5 separate regions of the Sus scrofa genome follow, and all the other regions are linked to region 1. Evidence: chromatin contacts called from public Hi-C and targeted proximity ligation data. All regions are on one chromosome and are shown on one strand. The core of a region is the stretch at or near the end of the contact, and the rest is flanking DNA. Distances in the headings are between cores, read along the strand shown. Region 1 has its middle 58 kb from the start of BCL2L14. Region 2 overlaps ETV6 (transcription factor ETV6). Region 3 overlaps ETV6 (transcription factor ETV6). Region 4 overlaps ETV6 (transcription factor ETV6). Region 5 overlaps ETV6 (transcription factor ETV6).

Region 1 (3,023 bases), core at 356-2,855:
CTCTGCAGAGCAAGTACACAGATGGGTGAACTGAAGTGCCAAGAGGCTGTGAGCAGCCCTCACCTCTGTCCTCCCCAGACAATGAAGAGCAGAAAAGAGGGGACTCGCCAAGCCATCAGCTTCATAGAGGGGACACAGAACCCAACTTCCCTGCCTTCCAGGGCAGGGCTTGCCCACTGCGCCATCCTGCCAGCTGTGATGATGGAGACATATCCGAAGGGCAGGAATCTTCGCAGGAAGATGGCAGAGAGCAGGAGGACGAGGGGGAATTTGCACCTGAGTGACTCCTCACAAAATCAGGATCATCTGAGTTCCTGCTAAGCAAAGGGCGGCACCCAGAGATTTTATCAGAGACCCTGGGGCCCTAGTTAATATGGGAAGATACCCATCTTTGCCAACAAGGCACTGACTGACCTTCCTCACCCCCACTCTGGCAGGGTGCCCACTGTTAGGACCCTGGGGCTCCCAATTCTCTGCCCAGTGGGTGTGGCAGGGGTCAGGCTTGCTAGTAGATGACCAGAGGGCAGGATGGCTTTGGCAACCACACACCTGGGTTCAACTCCTGCCTGGCTATGGTGCCAACCAGCTCTAGACTCTGAGCAAGTAAAGATCATGCATCTGGACTATTTACCACTCAACAATCTCAGTGTTTATTACTGTTGTTGGTGGTGTTATTTTTGTTCTTACAAGGAATCCACTTTGCAGCTGCACTGAAAACCCCTCATCCAAAAAAGGCAACAACAACAACAACAACAACAAAGCGATGGAGAAGAACCCAGTGACCCAGGGAAACTGCAAGCGAAACCAAATGCACTGTCTTGCTGTGGTTTGTGGTGTTCGACGCTCTTGCTTCGCGGATTGTCTGCGAGGAGGCGATGACCCCGTGCAGACCATCCTCCGCTTAGCAGTGGACGGGGCTCCATTCAAAGCCTCACTCCGACCGGGTGGCCCCGGGCTCCGCCAGCCCAGGCTGATGCTGTGGTTGTGGCGCCTGGGACCGAGGGCATCCACACTCACTTCCTGCCTGCCTGTCCCCACACGCAACGGCTCCTGCAAAAGGGGAACCCAGGGCCGCTCAACAGCTGACAACAGTTGGGCTCCCCTTCTGCGCAGCAAGGCCCTGAACGTTCTGCCGCCTTTCCTCTTCACAGTCAGCATGGAGCAGCCCAAGGGGGATGTGAGCCAACACCCAGAGCAACTGGGAAAAGAGCCGGCGCGCCTTTAAGATGAAGGTGGTGGGCAGCCATCCATCTTCCCTAAACACAGACTTGCCTTGTTCTTCCATTTCTGGCTGAGTGATAAAAACGTTAAATGTCATTTCCTGTATCAGTGGTTAACCACTAGATGCTGGATCAGAGATTTACCAGAAGTGCTGAAGTTAAGGAAAAAAAAAAAAAAAAAAAAAAAACTGCTGTTTTCAATAACCCTTTCTTGCACCCTGTGGGAACTATTTAACCTTTCCTGGGGGAAGGGGGCATGAAGGGGTTGCTGGATTTGGGCCTGAGCAATAACTTTTGGATTAGATTTGCCAAAGACTTCCTTGGGCTTCATACAGGAAGTGAACCGAGGCTTGATTTCACCACCCTGCACCCTCCCCCCAGGGGGTGAGCCGGGAGTGCGGGGAAAGTGGGAGAAATCCTCCACGTGCCCTCTGTGCCCACACCCCCCCTCAGGATACCCGAGGTCATTTGTTTTACACCCCATGTTTTCATGAAGGACTGTGGCTCCGGCTCTTTTGATTCCCCCAGCTTCCTGCAGCATCAGCCGGTGACAGGGAAGCAGCCTGGGAAGAGCAGCGCTCCCAGGAAACTTCGGCACGTGATGGGCTGTGGCCTCTGGGAGGGAGAGCCCAGCTTGACCTGGGGTTGCGAGTTCCTGGATTTCCCCATCAGCTTCTCCATTCAATGAATCCTGGGAGGCCCGGCTCCGTCCCACAAGGAGATGGCTGGATGACTGCAGCTTTGCTTGAAGCACCTCTATCTGCTGGGCACTTTCTGCCCTGGGGTGACCTCCATGGGGACAACACACAAAGCCACACTGGGCTCTGCCTTGTGCCCTCCACCCCTCCCCAGGCCTTAGGCGCCCCTCTCAGTCTGGGCAGAGAGGACAAGAGCTATGCTTTGTTGCAGCAAATGCATTTCCTACCCAGGACCATCTAGAATGTTCTGTGCACACATCAAACCGTCCCAGCACTTCACGGACATCTGGGGTGACCAACAGCCCAAGTCTGCCTGGGACTAAAAGGATACACAGGAGGCAGGACTTTCGTTATGAAAACTAGGAAAGTCCCCAGCAAACCAGAATGAGTTGGACACCCGAAGAGACCAGTGTGTGACAGGCAAATAGATGTTCCGCTTCAAAGCTGAAGCTAAACAAGTAGAAAGGATCCAGCCGGGTCAACTCAAAGAGGGGTGTCATCAGAGAATTCTACCCAACATTCTGTGATAACCCATGTGGGAAAAGACTCTGTAAGAGAATAGATGTGTGTTTGTGTATAAGTGAATCAATCCCTTTGTAGCACAACAGAAATGACCACAACCTTGTCAATCAACGATACGTCAATAAAACTTGAAAAAAAAAATGAAGGAAAGGAGTTCCCGTCGTGGCTCAGCGGAAATGAACCTGACTAGGAACCATGAGGTTGCAGGTTCGCTCCCTGGCCTTGCTCAGTGGGTTAAAGGATCCAGCATTGCCATGAGTTGTGGTGTAGGTTGCAGACATGGCTCAGATCTGGCGTTGCTGTGGCTCTGGTGTAGGCCGGCAGCAACAGCTCTGATTAGACCCCTAGCCTGGGAACCTCCATATGCCATAGGTGCAGCCCTGGACAGACCAAAAAAAAAAAAAAAAAAAAAAAAAAAAAAAAAGGAGGGATGTCACAGTGTACAAGTTCCTCAGGGAAAATGACATCATCACGGCTCCCCCACCGCCTCCAGAACATCCTAGAAGGCGTGCTCTCCTAATTCAGCAGTTATCAGTGGAAATCTGAAATCAAAGGCAGAATTGGAAGGGAAAAGACTCCGGGG
Region 2 (3,023 bases), core at 324-2,823, 260 kb before region 1:
GCAGTTTCCAAGCTAGGGGTCCAGCCAGAGCCACAGCTGCAGCAACGTGGGATCTGAGCCACGTCTGCGACCTATACCACAGCTCATGGCAATGCTGGATCCTTAACCCACTGAGCGAGGCCAGGGATTCAATCCATGTCCTCGTGGATACTGGTCGGGTTCATTATTGCTGAGCCATAATGTGAACTCCCAAAGATGACGCTATTTATTTCATGTTTCTAATGGCTGACAGTCTGGGGATTGTGCCACAGTGGATATTAGGTGCATGGTTACAGCAGTAGATTTAAGAATGAGGACCAGGAGTTCCCATTGTGGCTTAGCAGTCATGGACCCGACTAATATCCATGAGGACTCGGGTTCGATCCTTGCCTGACTCTGTGGGTTAAAGATCTAGCATGCGTGAGCTATGGTGTAGGTTGCAGATGCGGCTTGGATCCACGTGGCTGTGGCTGTGTAGCTCCTCCCATTCAACCCCTAACCTGGGAACCTCCATGTGCCGCAGATGCAGCCAAAAAAAAAAAAAAAAAAAAAGAATGAGAACCATGTCAGTCACCCCAGAGAGGAACAAAAAGAGAGATAAAGGAGATGCGTCTGTGGTGTGGGGTCCCCAGGTGTGAGTTTGGTTCTCCTTGGACAGGAGCCCACACTGGGCAGCATCCTTTCTGGGGTCCCCTTTCCCGCTGCTGGCCACAAACCCAGGGTCACTGTAGGTGTGTGGCCACTAGCATATTGTTTGAGGGCCCAAAAGCACATTTTGCTTTTTCCCCCTTTAGTCAAAGTACCTACCGTTTCTTTTGTTTCGCACAAATCTCGTCCTTGAAACTTTTTTTTTAATTACTCAATGAATTTATCACATCTGTAGTTATATCATGATCATCACAATTTCACAGGATTTCCATCCCAGAGCCCAAGCACATCCCGCACCCCCCAAAACTGTCTCCTCCGGAGACCATAAGTTTTTCAAAGTCTGTGAGTCAGCCTCTGTTCTGCAAAGAAGTTCAGTCTGTCCTTTTTTTCAGATTCCACATGTCAGCGAACCTTTTGAAAAGAGCCTCCATCCCAGGCTTAAGGTGTTGCTCTATTGCTGAGTGAAAACCATCACCAAGAGTACACGGCCCTCGAGGTCCACAATCCCTTAGTCTCGGGCCTTCTTTTTAGGGGTGTCATCATGACATAGTGTGGCGGTTTTCATCTCGAATTGTTTGGGCACGAGGGGTCCGGCCGTGCCGTGTGGACTCAGGTGGCAATAAGGACAGGGGACCAGGCACAAATGGAAACACACAGGGGGCTGCTCCAAAGAAAGGACAACAAAAAGAAGGCCCAACACGATAATGTAGCAAGTCAGAGTGTATACATTTTCAAGGTGACACCTCCCTCGACCCTTTTCTCAGCAGGCTTCGCGATCGACTTCCCAAGAAACAAAGTCAAATCTGCTGTGAGGGCTGGGTTCCTCCCACCTCGATGGAGCCGGTGAGGGTGAGGAGCTGGGCTTGAGGTGGCCTCTCTCACGCGTCCGGACCAGTTACAGGATCTTGTCAGTTTCTCCTGGCTTTAAGAGAAAGTCACTGTCTTACGAAATGCCACCTTCTTTTTTTCTCGCGCTCGCGCCATGCCATTTGAAAGCTCTGGCTGCACGATGTTTTCTTCATCAACAGTTTCACTTCTGCAAAAACCCCAACAAAACAGAAAGCTATTTCTGGGAATAAAGTTAACGGTAGATAAGATAGCTAGACGTATATTGGTGGGGAGTTAGTTGAGGGTTGAAGCCTATGGAGAATTTTTTACACTAGAAAAACAGACTATGTTTAACTGTTTAAAAAAAAAAAAAGCCTATCTCACCTTGAAAACCCCCAAACATATTTTGTATGTTTCCCATATGTGTGTTTGTCTTTGCCTTTTTCACCTCAAAACCCCCAAACCAAACACCAAAAATATAACTCATCCTTAAGTTAGAGTTGCCCCAAATATGTGTGATGTTTGGTGAAGTTCACAAAAGGTGAAGTGGAAGGTGTTGCCTCTGGGCTACCTTTCATAGGACACCTTGATTGATCCAGAGGTGAAATTTAAATCGAGGGTGTCTGCCCTTCAGTAAGAAATTCACTAGGAGGGAGTTCCTGTGGTGGCGCAGTGGAAATGAATCTGACTAGAACCATGAGGTTGCAGGTTCGATCCCTGGCCTCGCTGCTCAATGGGTTAAGGATCCAGTGTTGCCATGAGCTGTGGTGTAGGTCGCAGATACAGCTCGGATCTGGCATTGCTGTGGCTCTGGCGTAGGCTGGCAGCTGCAGCTCCGATTTGACCCCTAGCTTGGGAACCTCCATATGCTGCAGGTAAAAGCATAAAACAACAACAACAACAAAAAAAAAATTCACTAGGAAACTTTAAGAAGTGCGTTTAAACAGAAGTGTTTCAAATGCCCTAGTTGCCAGTAGAGGATGCCTCAGGAACGGTATAGTGATTCCATTCGGAAATTACAAAAAAAGTATGTATATATTCATTTAAAATTGAAACTTCCTACCACAACCACCAAACTTTCCAGGTTATAAGCAGAAGAGAAGCTTCATTTTGGTCCAGGGCTGGGGGACTCCCCTGCTTCCCTTTGCACAGTTGATAGAGTCTAAAATGTTAGAGAACTCTTTCCAAAACGTAAACACCCCCTTCGCTTTATTTTAATCTGTTTTTTTTTTTTTTCTTCTGCTCTTGATTTTTGTTTTCACAATGGCAACTTACGGATCTCCTACCACCACCCACCACCCCACCACCACCTTATTTTTGGACCGTGTGTGTCCCACTTTACTTTGCCCAGTTAAACCACAGAAACGAACGGAAGTTATGTTTCTGTGTGGACTGCAAGTCAAACCAGTTGGTATGTCGAGCTGCGATGTAAATTGCCCTCCTCTTCCAGCTGAACACAATGGTTGGTTTCTTGCCATCATTTGCCACATTTTAACTGAAAACGAATAATAATCCTCCCATCTCATCCACTTGATTTAATTGCTCTAACAAACGCTGTGTGCTTGAAT
Region 3 (3,023 bases), core at 263-2,762, 240 kb before region 1:
GGCACTTCTCACATGTGTGCTATCATTTAGTCCTTACGACAGACCTATGAACTGAGTTTTATTATCCTCACTTTCCTGATGAAAGGTCAGGTTTAAAGAGGTTCAGGAACTTGGCCCACGTCACAGAGCGGGTAGGTGGCCGGGCAGGGCCCTCAGACGCTCCAGTCCACACCTTTCCTCCCAGGCTGAGCCAAAGACCTATTCCCCAGCCCGTTCTCTTGAAGAACGCGAAAGATTGTGTTGGATCCCCCTCTGCGATCCAACTGTGGTTAAAACCTCATAAATTTTAGAAAAACAGAATAACTCCCTAAAAGAAGATCGTAAATCCACTCTATAGAAACCATCCACCACAACCCCAAACCTCAGGGTGAATATATTCAGATTTCAGTGGGCTATAGGATTCTTGCTATCCCTTAAATATCACTCTGTTTCCTGGTAAACAGTATCCCTTACCGAGTCTTGGCACATGGATCGTGTAATAAGATCAGACCCCATCGCTCTGCCATTCAAGTTCCGTCTTAAGTCCAGGGTGAAAATCCAGAGCTGCCTTCGTTCCTCCTCTGTCTCTCGGCCTCTTTGTCCCACTGCCTACGATCCAGTTTGAAGTTCGGCACCATCCCTCTTTTTGTGCTTTAGATTTCTTTTTCTCAACTTTTTTTTTTTGTTTGTTTTTTCTTTTTTTTAATGAAGTGATTTGAAATGGAAAATTAAGAACTTAACTGAGAGTCTGGCAGTTTTCTGCTAATGCCTCTGTACTAGGAAGCTTCATAAAATATTATATATTATTATTCACTTCAGCACAGCTGCTCTGGGCTCTCACCCACTTAGTCATTCACAGTATGTCTGAGAGATTAATTTTTATAAGGCTGTGGTTTGGGATATTTTTCTCCCCCTGCACGTTTTACTTAAAATCCTCACCGGGAAAGTTTGTGGGGAAAAAAAATCCACCACCCCTGATAGAAGGTAATTTGGCAATATACATGCTTTCGGAACTATAATTGGCTGTTTTATTTTTTGTGCACGCTCTTTGTTTGGAATACTGCAATCTTTCTACCAGAAATCTCAAATGTAGGGAGGGGGGGATTGAGGACAAGAATGGGAGCTTGCAGGGCTGGTGTGTGTGGCAGGCAAGTTTTTGGAGATGCCCCTTTCTTGATGAAAGCCTCTCGGAGCGTTCAAGCCCTTGGTGTGACCCAAGGTGGGCAGGGGGGCACATGGGCTCAGGAGCACAAGGAAGAGGGAGGCAGAGGCAGGCCAGGGTCCGTGTCGGTGGGGTCCCCACCCCCAGAGTGAGAACCGCACTGTTTATCCCAGCCTCCCAGCAGCAGCCAGCAGGCCAGGGGTGTTTTCAGGACTCAGCTGCCAAAGTTTCTTGAAACAGCTCTGCTCAAAGGCATATGCTGGGCTCACTTCTGAGGGAAATTTCCTTTTTGGGGAAGTTGAAGCAAAGGAATTTCCTGTGTGGGCAGACAGAGCTTCCTGACTTGAAGGCTTCTTGGAAGGGAAACAGTTTCATAATGAAATGACAAATTAAAGACATACCAGCCGGGTTCACTTCAAAACAGCTATTGAGCGTGCAGGCAAAGCCCTATTCTACTCCCTCACAGAACAAAAATAAATCCCATCCTGACAGGTTTCTGTATGCGGGATTAGATCCGTCCCCCACACCTTCCCTCGCAGCCTGCTTCATCTCCCGTCCTCCCACCCCCGCCATTAGCTGCCACCGTCTCTGTCTTCACAGCCCTGGAGCCACCAGCAGGGAGGCCGGGCGCATCTCTCTCTCTCTTGCTGCCTTTCTTTCTGGCTTGGCCCAGTCCTGACCCCCACGGAGGCCCGAGAAGGTTCTGTTACGAGCCCCATGCTGCCAAGCCCCACAGAAAGGACCTCTTTCCTTCCCCGGTGGACACAAAGCAATGATTGAAGATGTCTTCGGCAATGGGCTTAAAAAAAAAAAAAAGAAAAAAAGAAAAAGCAGCCATTTCCTCAGGCTGGCCTTTAAGATCATGCAGGCAGTAAATATGAGTGCTCTTCTGGTCTGGGGAGCTGAGTCCAAAGCCTGGTTTGTTGAAGAAAAGAAGGCTCTGTGTTGGACCGACGATGTTCTTATACCTGAACGTATCATTTTATGCAGTTTAGACAGCTCGCATTTTTTAAATGGACTTGAAGACGCCTGATGAATTAAACTTCTCTTTTTATGGAACAGACCAGGAGAAGCAATGATGGCAGTTATCATTTGGGGTCAATATCAATTAGGCTTGAGCTAAGGGAGGAGAAAAGGCACAGGTTTGGGGATCGGATGTCCAAGGGCCAGCTCTAACTATGTACCACTGGCATCGTCACCAGGGACGAGTGGCTTCACCTCTCAGCCTCAGTTTCCTCATCTCTAAAATGGGCACAGCAGCGCCTTTTCCACAGTATGGTGAGGAAACTCGATTATGACTTCCAAAGCACTTTGTATGCGCCTCTAAAGCCTTGGCCAAATAGCTCTTGCTATTTAGTCACTATTGGGATTGAAATACAGTATTCGATTGAAACAGCAGGAGTGTAGGATTCGGAGATCAGTTTGGCAGATGTTTATTGGAGGTTTTCTCTGTGTGCAGTGTGCTTGGGCTCTGGGGCGAGGGCAATAAATGAAGTGTGAGGTTTAGAGAGGCCACATGGTGTAGCAGAAAGAATCTCGGACTTAGGGTCAGGAGGCCAGGGTTCAAGCCCGGCTGTTACTCAATAGCTCTGTGGCTGGGAGTGAGCTCTTTAACCTTTATGAGCCTCAGTTATTCATCTGTAAAATTGGGGGAAGTCAAACTCTATGACTTTAATAAGTTCTGTTCAACTCTGACATTGTTTAATCAATTTTAAGAGCCTTTTCTGCTGCTCATAGGATTGATTCAGAAGAGTAAGGAGGAAATAGTCCCTGTATGACAGCTTGTCTGATGAAGAAGCTTGCATCAAAAAGCTAGATATTTTTAATTAGTGTGTCTGATATGAACAGGAAAAGAATGGTGCTTGCCAGATATGTCAGCAGT
Region 4 (3,023 bases), core at 288-2,787, 190 kb before region 1:
GACATTTATTAAAACAAAGCCTCATGCCACCACCATAGCAGTGATACAGCAAATAATTGGTCCTCTGTGTTTTTTTGTTCTCCAGCTCTTATCTCCCAGGTATTGTTTATAACAGGATCTCAACCTCAACTAGTCTTTCTGCTTTTACCTCATGCTCTTCTGGTATCTAGATTATGGGACTCATTTAGAATCTAACTAAAAATGAGAAATCCTCTGTTTCCATAAATATAGCCCTTGGCAGTCAATAGGAAAGGGAAAGACAATTTCGCAAAGCCTGGTAATCATTCCAAGAAGTAGTGTCTTTTGGAACATTTTCTGGTGACCCTGCCACTGGGGTCATCTGCTTTTCTGTCCATTTTTCACAGTTTCCAGAAAAGACTTTCTGCCTTTGGAAAACCTCTTGGTCCTTCCTTCAGTGCCTGGATTTCTACCCTTGAACATGGATTTTTGTTTTAAAAAGCCCAGAGACCAGGGAGATGGCTCATTAAGCTCTGGGTGGTCATTTCACTCGAACATTAATCATTTTTAGATCTCTTCCTGGAAGCGTATTTTAATGGATGGGGGGATGAGGGGTGAGAGGAAACAGGGATGTGTAGATCACGACACAAGTTTCGGGGAGAGGGAGAGAAGGGAAGAAAGAAGAAAAGAAAGGCAACTTTTCTGAGTCCTGCTGGGGACCCAGCACTTTCACACATGTAATTTTCACAGCAATCCGTGTGAGTTGAGATCCACTTTTTACAGATTAGGAAATGAAGACAGGAAATGAAGTGTCCTGCTGGGGTCATATGCTAGCTAGTCTGGGCCAGGGCTGGGACTTAAAACCAGAGCTGCCTGACCCAAAGCCTGCACTGCTTCTCATTCCACCATATCCTGTCATTGAAGGGAAAAGGGCAAAGAACTGGGGAGCCAAGGTGGAATTTGCCTGCTTCAGAATTGTGCATAAGGCTCCCCCTGTCTGAAAGCATCCCTTTGAAATCAGATGCACGCACGTGGCAGTAGCAGTGTCCTAATGCTGACGAATTCTAAGCCTTGGCTTTACCGAAAGTTTATGTAACACTCTAAAATGTTTTATGTGGAATGAGGTATTTGTTCATCAGGAACCTTTCTCTGCTTGCTCAGAATACTTTTTATCCTTCCCTTATCCATTTTTATTAGCCATTTCCCCCTTTTGGGAAATGTCTTCACACTCCTCATGGGAATCTTGCCTTCTTACCAGAAGGCTGGGGAGCATAAGCTCTCAGGTCCCTTCCACCACTAGTCCTTGCAATATTTGGGCTGGGTGCTGTTAGGCTAAATCACAGGAAGCAGACTGCCTTTTTTGTGCACAGGCCCCTTGAGGGAGGTTACATTCTCGGGTACCCCCCCCCCCCGCATTAGTCACTGCCAGCGGTATGGCAGACCTCCTTAGAGCCACTCCTCTCACCAACACACCTTCCCTCAAATGCATTTAAGGCTTGTTTGGGATTATTTCCTGCCTCTCAGTCCAGCACTTTGGGGAGAGGACTGGGGGTGCACTGTCCCTGGTGGCTTTCCTCATGGCCCCAGCATGGGCCACCGTCAGCCAGTGGGAGGGTTTCTTGTGAGAGGCAGGTCTGTCCTACCCACCTTGGTATTCTTTCAGAGCAGCCACAAAACCACGCTTTCTCTATTAAGTACACATTCCTGAGACTGTAACAAAAGGCTGAGAGCAGCAGGGGAGCGTACTGCTCCAAGGGCTGAAGATTTAAAGGGTTTCATTTCTTCCTTGCTGGAGACTGTATTGTTTGAATGCAGTTTGGAAGCCGCTTCTCCACCACAAGGGGAAATAGAAACCTGCCCTAAAGCTGCACAGGGACCCCGACTGGTCTTTATCCTCATAGCTTAGTGATTTCCTGCTACATGATTGAGCGGCAGGGCGCCCTGACATCCATGAGGCCCCAGGAAGCCCTGTATGAATGTCCTCCCTTTGCTGAGTGGCTGCTCAGCCAGGCCAGTTCCCTTCAGCCAGAGCCCTGAGCCACAGCTAAGCTGCCCTCCCAGGATGGGGGTGGGAGAGCCTCATTGTTTTAGAAGAGATACAGGAAATCAGAGATTTCCATCCTCCCCAGTTGGGGAGAATTGAATTCTACAGAGAAAGTAGCCAGCTTTGAACAGAAAGCCCCCTCCCCTCACCCTTCCCCTCCGCAGCCCATCCCCCAGGGCACCCCATCTTACTGAACTGCACTTGGGGGAAACCTGCTTGCCTGCGTGATGGGATGGGCACCGTGACCGTGGGCTTGGCTGTGCTGCCAAGCTCTTGCTTTTTCAGTAGCAGAGTTAATGTGGCCATGACTCAGAATGATGGGACCCCAGATGCTAAGGAAGTGAACTAACTCCTTTTCAGCTCACAGTGGACTCATAGTCGACAGAATAGGTTTCATGTTCTAATGAAACCGCGCAGAAACTCTGTCCTTGGTGGCCGAGTAGCATGTGGGGTGACTCTCCCTCCCTCCCTCTCTCCTGCACTGCCTCCTCTCTTTTTCTTCAAGCCAGAGCCGAGAACTCTTTTCCAGCCCAAATTCCTTTAAGCAAAGGGTCCTTCCACACGTGACCTTGAATAGATTTCTTCTCGTGATATGCCTATCCTGAGCTGCATTCTGTTCCTTGGATCTAGGAAAGGCTGGAGAAATCTTCCACTCCATTTAAGGAGAGCCTGTATGGGTAGTGGATAGGACCTCAGGCACAGAATAAAGAACAGCTTACAATTATATAGCACTTTTCCTTCCAGGGAGTACCAAGCACTTCCTTGTAAATCCTGCCCTATTCTCGCAGAGCATGAGTTACTTCCTAGAAATGATTTAGGCTCTTTTGGAAAATGCATTGATTCTTTTAACCATCATGAACCCTGTTACAGTAAAACCTCTATTATCTGATCTTCTGTGAATTTGTAAAGCTATTATTAACTGGCACATTGCATATTTCACCAGTGCAATGACAGCTGATGTTTATGATAGTGACCCTGAACTTAAGATCTGAATTTTACCCACTCAGGAATCAAAGGAAGA
Region 5 (3,023 bases), core at 269-2,768, 140 kb before region 1:
CATCTGCCGTGATCCTTTTTCTAAATAAGGTGACATTCTGAGGTATGGGGGGGGGGCGCGTAAACATACAGATTTTGGAGTGGGGGGACACAAGTCGTATCAGGGGGTGACAGAACCCGAGTATGTATATGAAATCTGTTTTGAATTCCATCTCAAAACTCGGAGCAGGAGTTCCGTTTTGGCTCATCGGTTAATGAATCCAACTAGCATCCATGAGGTTGCGGGTTCGATCACTGGCCTCGATCAGTGGGTTAAGGATCTGACGTTGCCGTGAGCTGTGGTGTAGACCAGCAGCCACAGTTCCAATTTGACCCCTAGCCTAGGAACCTCCATATGCTGCAGGTGCGGACCTAAAAAGCAAAAAAAAAAAAAAAAAGCCTCGAGCCTTTCATTTTCGTATAGGTCTTTATATCATGCATTGTTCCTACTAAACTGTCTGGGAAATGGTCTCTTTGGTGTTGCGGGGGCATATGGATCACTGAGGATGATGAGTGAGAATTACCTGCTCCCCCCCCACCACTTTCATCTCCCTAACTTCTCTTATCATCATCCATGGGCTTAGAGAAAGCATGAATGGGGAAATGTGATCCTGGGGTGTGAGAGAAACTTGATCTTAGCCTGTGCTCTGCCCTGGAAATTTCCTAGTCAAACCCCAAGACTTTAACCAAAGGCAGAGTTTTGTTTTTTAGGGTCTACTAGTTAATCATTATATATTGTGATTAAATTGGGTCCAAAAAAAAAATTTTTTTTTTGCTTTTGACTATTTAGGGCTGCACCTGTGGCAAAGAGAAGTTCTCAGGTTAGGAGTGGAATCAGAGCTGCAGCTGCCGGCCTACACCCCAGCCACAGCAACGCAGGATCTGAGCCACATCTGTGACCTACACCATAGCTCATGGCAACACCAGATCTCCGACCCACTGAGCAAGGCCAGGGATCGAACCCACATCCTCATGGATACTAGTCGGATATGTCTGCTCCGCCACAACGGGAGCTCCAATTGGGTCAAATGTGGGTGAATTTTGGAGACACTTTTCTAATGAGAAAAGAAGCTGAGAAAAGAAATCAGCCCTTTTTTGTGACCATCACATTCACAGTCCTAATTTGTGGGGGACTCTTTGGTAGTGAGAAGAAGGGCTGGTTTGTATCTAGAAGAGGTCTACAGAGAGAAGGGTTTGGGATCAGAAAGTACTTTCAGAATGAGGTCCCAACCAGACCTGGGTCTTCCCACTGACCGATTACTTGCGGCTTTTCCTCTCTCTTCCTTGTGTGTTTCTCTCCCATATCAAGACCTTCAGACCAAGGGCAATGTGGATTATTTCCCAGTTTTCCAGCTGGGCCGTTCACCAAGAACAAACCCAGACATCAAGGCCAGACCGAAAAAAAAAAAAAAAACTTCTTGTTTTAGACAGAAGACTCCTACATCTGGGGGATTTAATGCACCCACTGTCCTCTCAGTGCACTTCCTGTGTCCGGAGCTTCTCTGCCTGCCGCCTCTGGTCTCATAAGTTTCCATACCCCGCTGCCAACTTATAATAACAGAGGCAGCAGGGCAGCAACGTCAGAATCCACTCCAAACGTGGGCACGTGCTTTGCAACCTGAAACAAAGCTTGGAAGGGCTCAAGGCAGACCTTTCGGCCTTGACAGTGGTTGTGCCCAGACCACCAGGAGCCTGGAATTAAATACCCTTAGATCCAGTTCTCTGCCATTAATGTTATCAGCTTCATCAAGTACTTCCTCTTTCAGTGGTGTCTGCCGAGAAATAAATAAATCAAGCTCCTCCGAGTCCTGTTCCTGCCCAGATCCTGAGTCAGAAGTAAGATCTGAGCTGGATTGTCCAGAGCACTATCTCCCTCCGTCATTGTTCCCAAAATCTAGGCAGGAACAGAGAGTGAAATTTCTCCAGGACATTACATCAGTTCCTCTTTTCCCCTTAGCATGAAAGTTCTTCCTCTCGCAGCCCTCCCCGACTTCCTAAGGCTTGTCCTGAGTGCACACCCATCCACTGAGCCTTGAAACCCAGGACATCAAAGAAAGCCTGCAGGTAACCAGACGACTGGCCACCGCCTGTGTCCGTTTGGAAATTTGTAAGACAGGAAATGGATTCGGGAAATGGGATTTTGAAATACATCGTCTTCATCATCCTTGAGTGTTTTTAAACCTGAATAAGTTTAATGAAAGGGAGACGTTCTGTAAATGGCATTTAGAAGAAAATATATGAAACTTCAAAATGCAGCTGTCTTAAATATGGCTTCCCGTGATCATATTCGGTGACAAATGAGACGTGAACCATGGACAAAAGATAAATTCATTTTTGTGGAGGGCAGAATTGATCCATATTAGCTCTGAAAAGAAAACGTGCCTCATCCCTGAGAGATCACAGATCATGTCTATCATACTAATTATCGCAGCTATTAAATAAGTTAATTCCACGGGCCCAATCGGTACCCTGTAAGTATTTACTTGCACTGAGGTTAAAGTGAGGAAGTTGGTACTTGTCATCCCAACCTGTATCTTGCAAGGTTGAGTACTTTAAATCCCTTTATAAAATTATAATCAGAGATCCTTCACATCTCCTGAAAACGAATAGCACCTCAGTATCATCAGCTATTTTATGAATGTGCACATTTTTCCAACAGTCTCATAAGAGTTTTTATAGTTGATTTGAATCACAACCCAAGCAAGTCTGTCTGTACTTTGCAGATGGTTTGATGTGTCTCTTAAGTCTTTCTTTTTTCTTTTTAGGGCCGCACCCTCAGCACATGGAAGTTCACAGGCTAGGTAGCAATCAGAGCTGCAGCTGCCAGCCTACACCACAGCCACAGCAATGCCAGATCCTTAACCCACTGAGCAGGGCCAGGGATCAAACCCACATCCTCATGGTTACTAGTCAGGTTAGTTTCCACTGAGTCACAGTGGGAACTCCTCTTAAGTATTTTTTAATCTATATATAGGTCTCCATTTCTATCTTTCTAGTGCGTATGCTTGCACACTCTCTCTCTCTTTGCTAGCTGTTTAAGAAAGA

What was found. Hi-C and Micro-C count contacts between places; a contact is called where the count stands out from the background.
Region 2: a targeted proximity ligation map of alveolar macrophages shows a contact between it and region 1. A contact is called at or near these places in 3 of 47 Hi-C or Micro-C datasets (embryonic fibroblasts, subcutaneous adipose tissue and undifferentiated spermatogonia) and 1 of 2 datasets of targeted methods (alveolar macrophages).
Region 3: a contact with region 1 is called in a targeted proximity ligation map of alveolar macrophages. A contact is called at or near these places in 3 of 47 Hi-C or Micro-C datasets (embryonic fibroblasts, fetal liver and undifferentiated spermatogonia) and 1 of 2 datasets of targeted methods (alveolar macrophages).
Region 4: a contact with region 1 is called in a targeted proximity ligation map of alveolar macrophages. A contact is called at or near these places in 1 of 47 Hi-C or Micro-C datasets (embryonic fibroblasts) and 1 of 2 datasets of targeted methods (alveolar macrophages).
Region 5: a contact with region 1 is called in a Hi-C map of liver, with 4 times the contacts expected there. A contact is called at or near these places in 1 of 47 Hi-C or Micro-C datasets (liver) and 1 of 2 datasets of targeted methods (alveolar macrophages).

Annotation. Positions count from the first base shown.
Region 1 is chr5:60,414,658-60,417,680 of Sscrofa11.1, reverse strand. No RefSeq gene overlaps it. Among named protein-coding and RNA genes, the nearest start is that of BCL2L14, 58 kb to the right of the region's middle.
Region 2 is chr5:60,669,636-60,672,658 of Sscrofa11.1, reverse strand. All of the region lies in intron 1 of ETV6 (transcription factor ETV6), which reads left to right. Among named protein-coding and RNA genes, the nearest start is that of ETV6, 110 kb to the left of the region's middle.
Region 3 is chr5:60,651,665-60,654,687 of Sscrofa11.1, reverse strand. The region is part of intron 2 of ETV6 (transcription factor ETV6); the gene reads left to right. Among named protein-coding and RNA genes, the nearest start is that of ETV6, 120 kb to the left of the region's middle.
Region 4 is chr5:60,603,140-60,606,162 of Sscrofa11.1, reverse strand. The region is part of intron 2 of ETV6 (transcription factor ETV6); the gene reads left to right. Among named protein-coding and RNA genes, the nearest start is that of ETV6, 170 kb to the left of the region's middle.
Region 5 is chr5:60,551,771-60,554,793 of Sscrofa11.1, reverse strand. The region is part of intron 4 of ETV6 (transcription factor ETV6); the gene reads left to right. Among named protein-coding and RNA genes, the nearest start is that of BCL2L14, 200 kb to the right of the region's middle.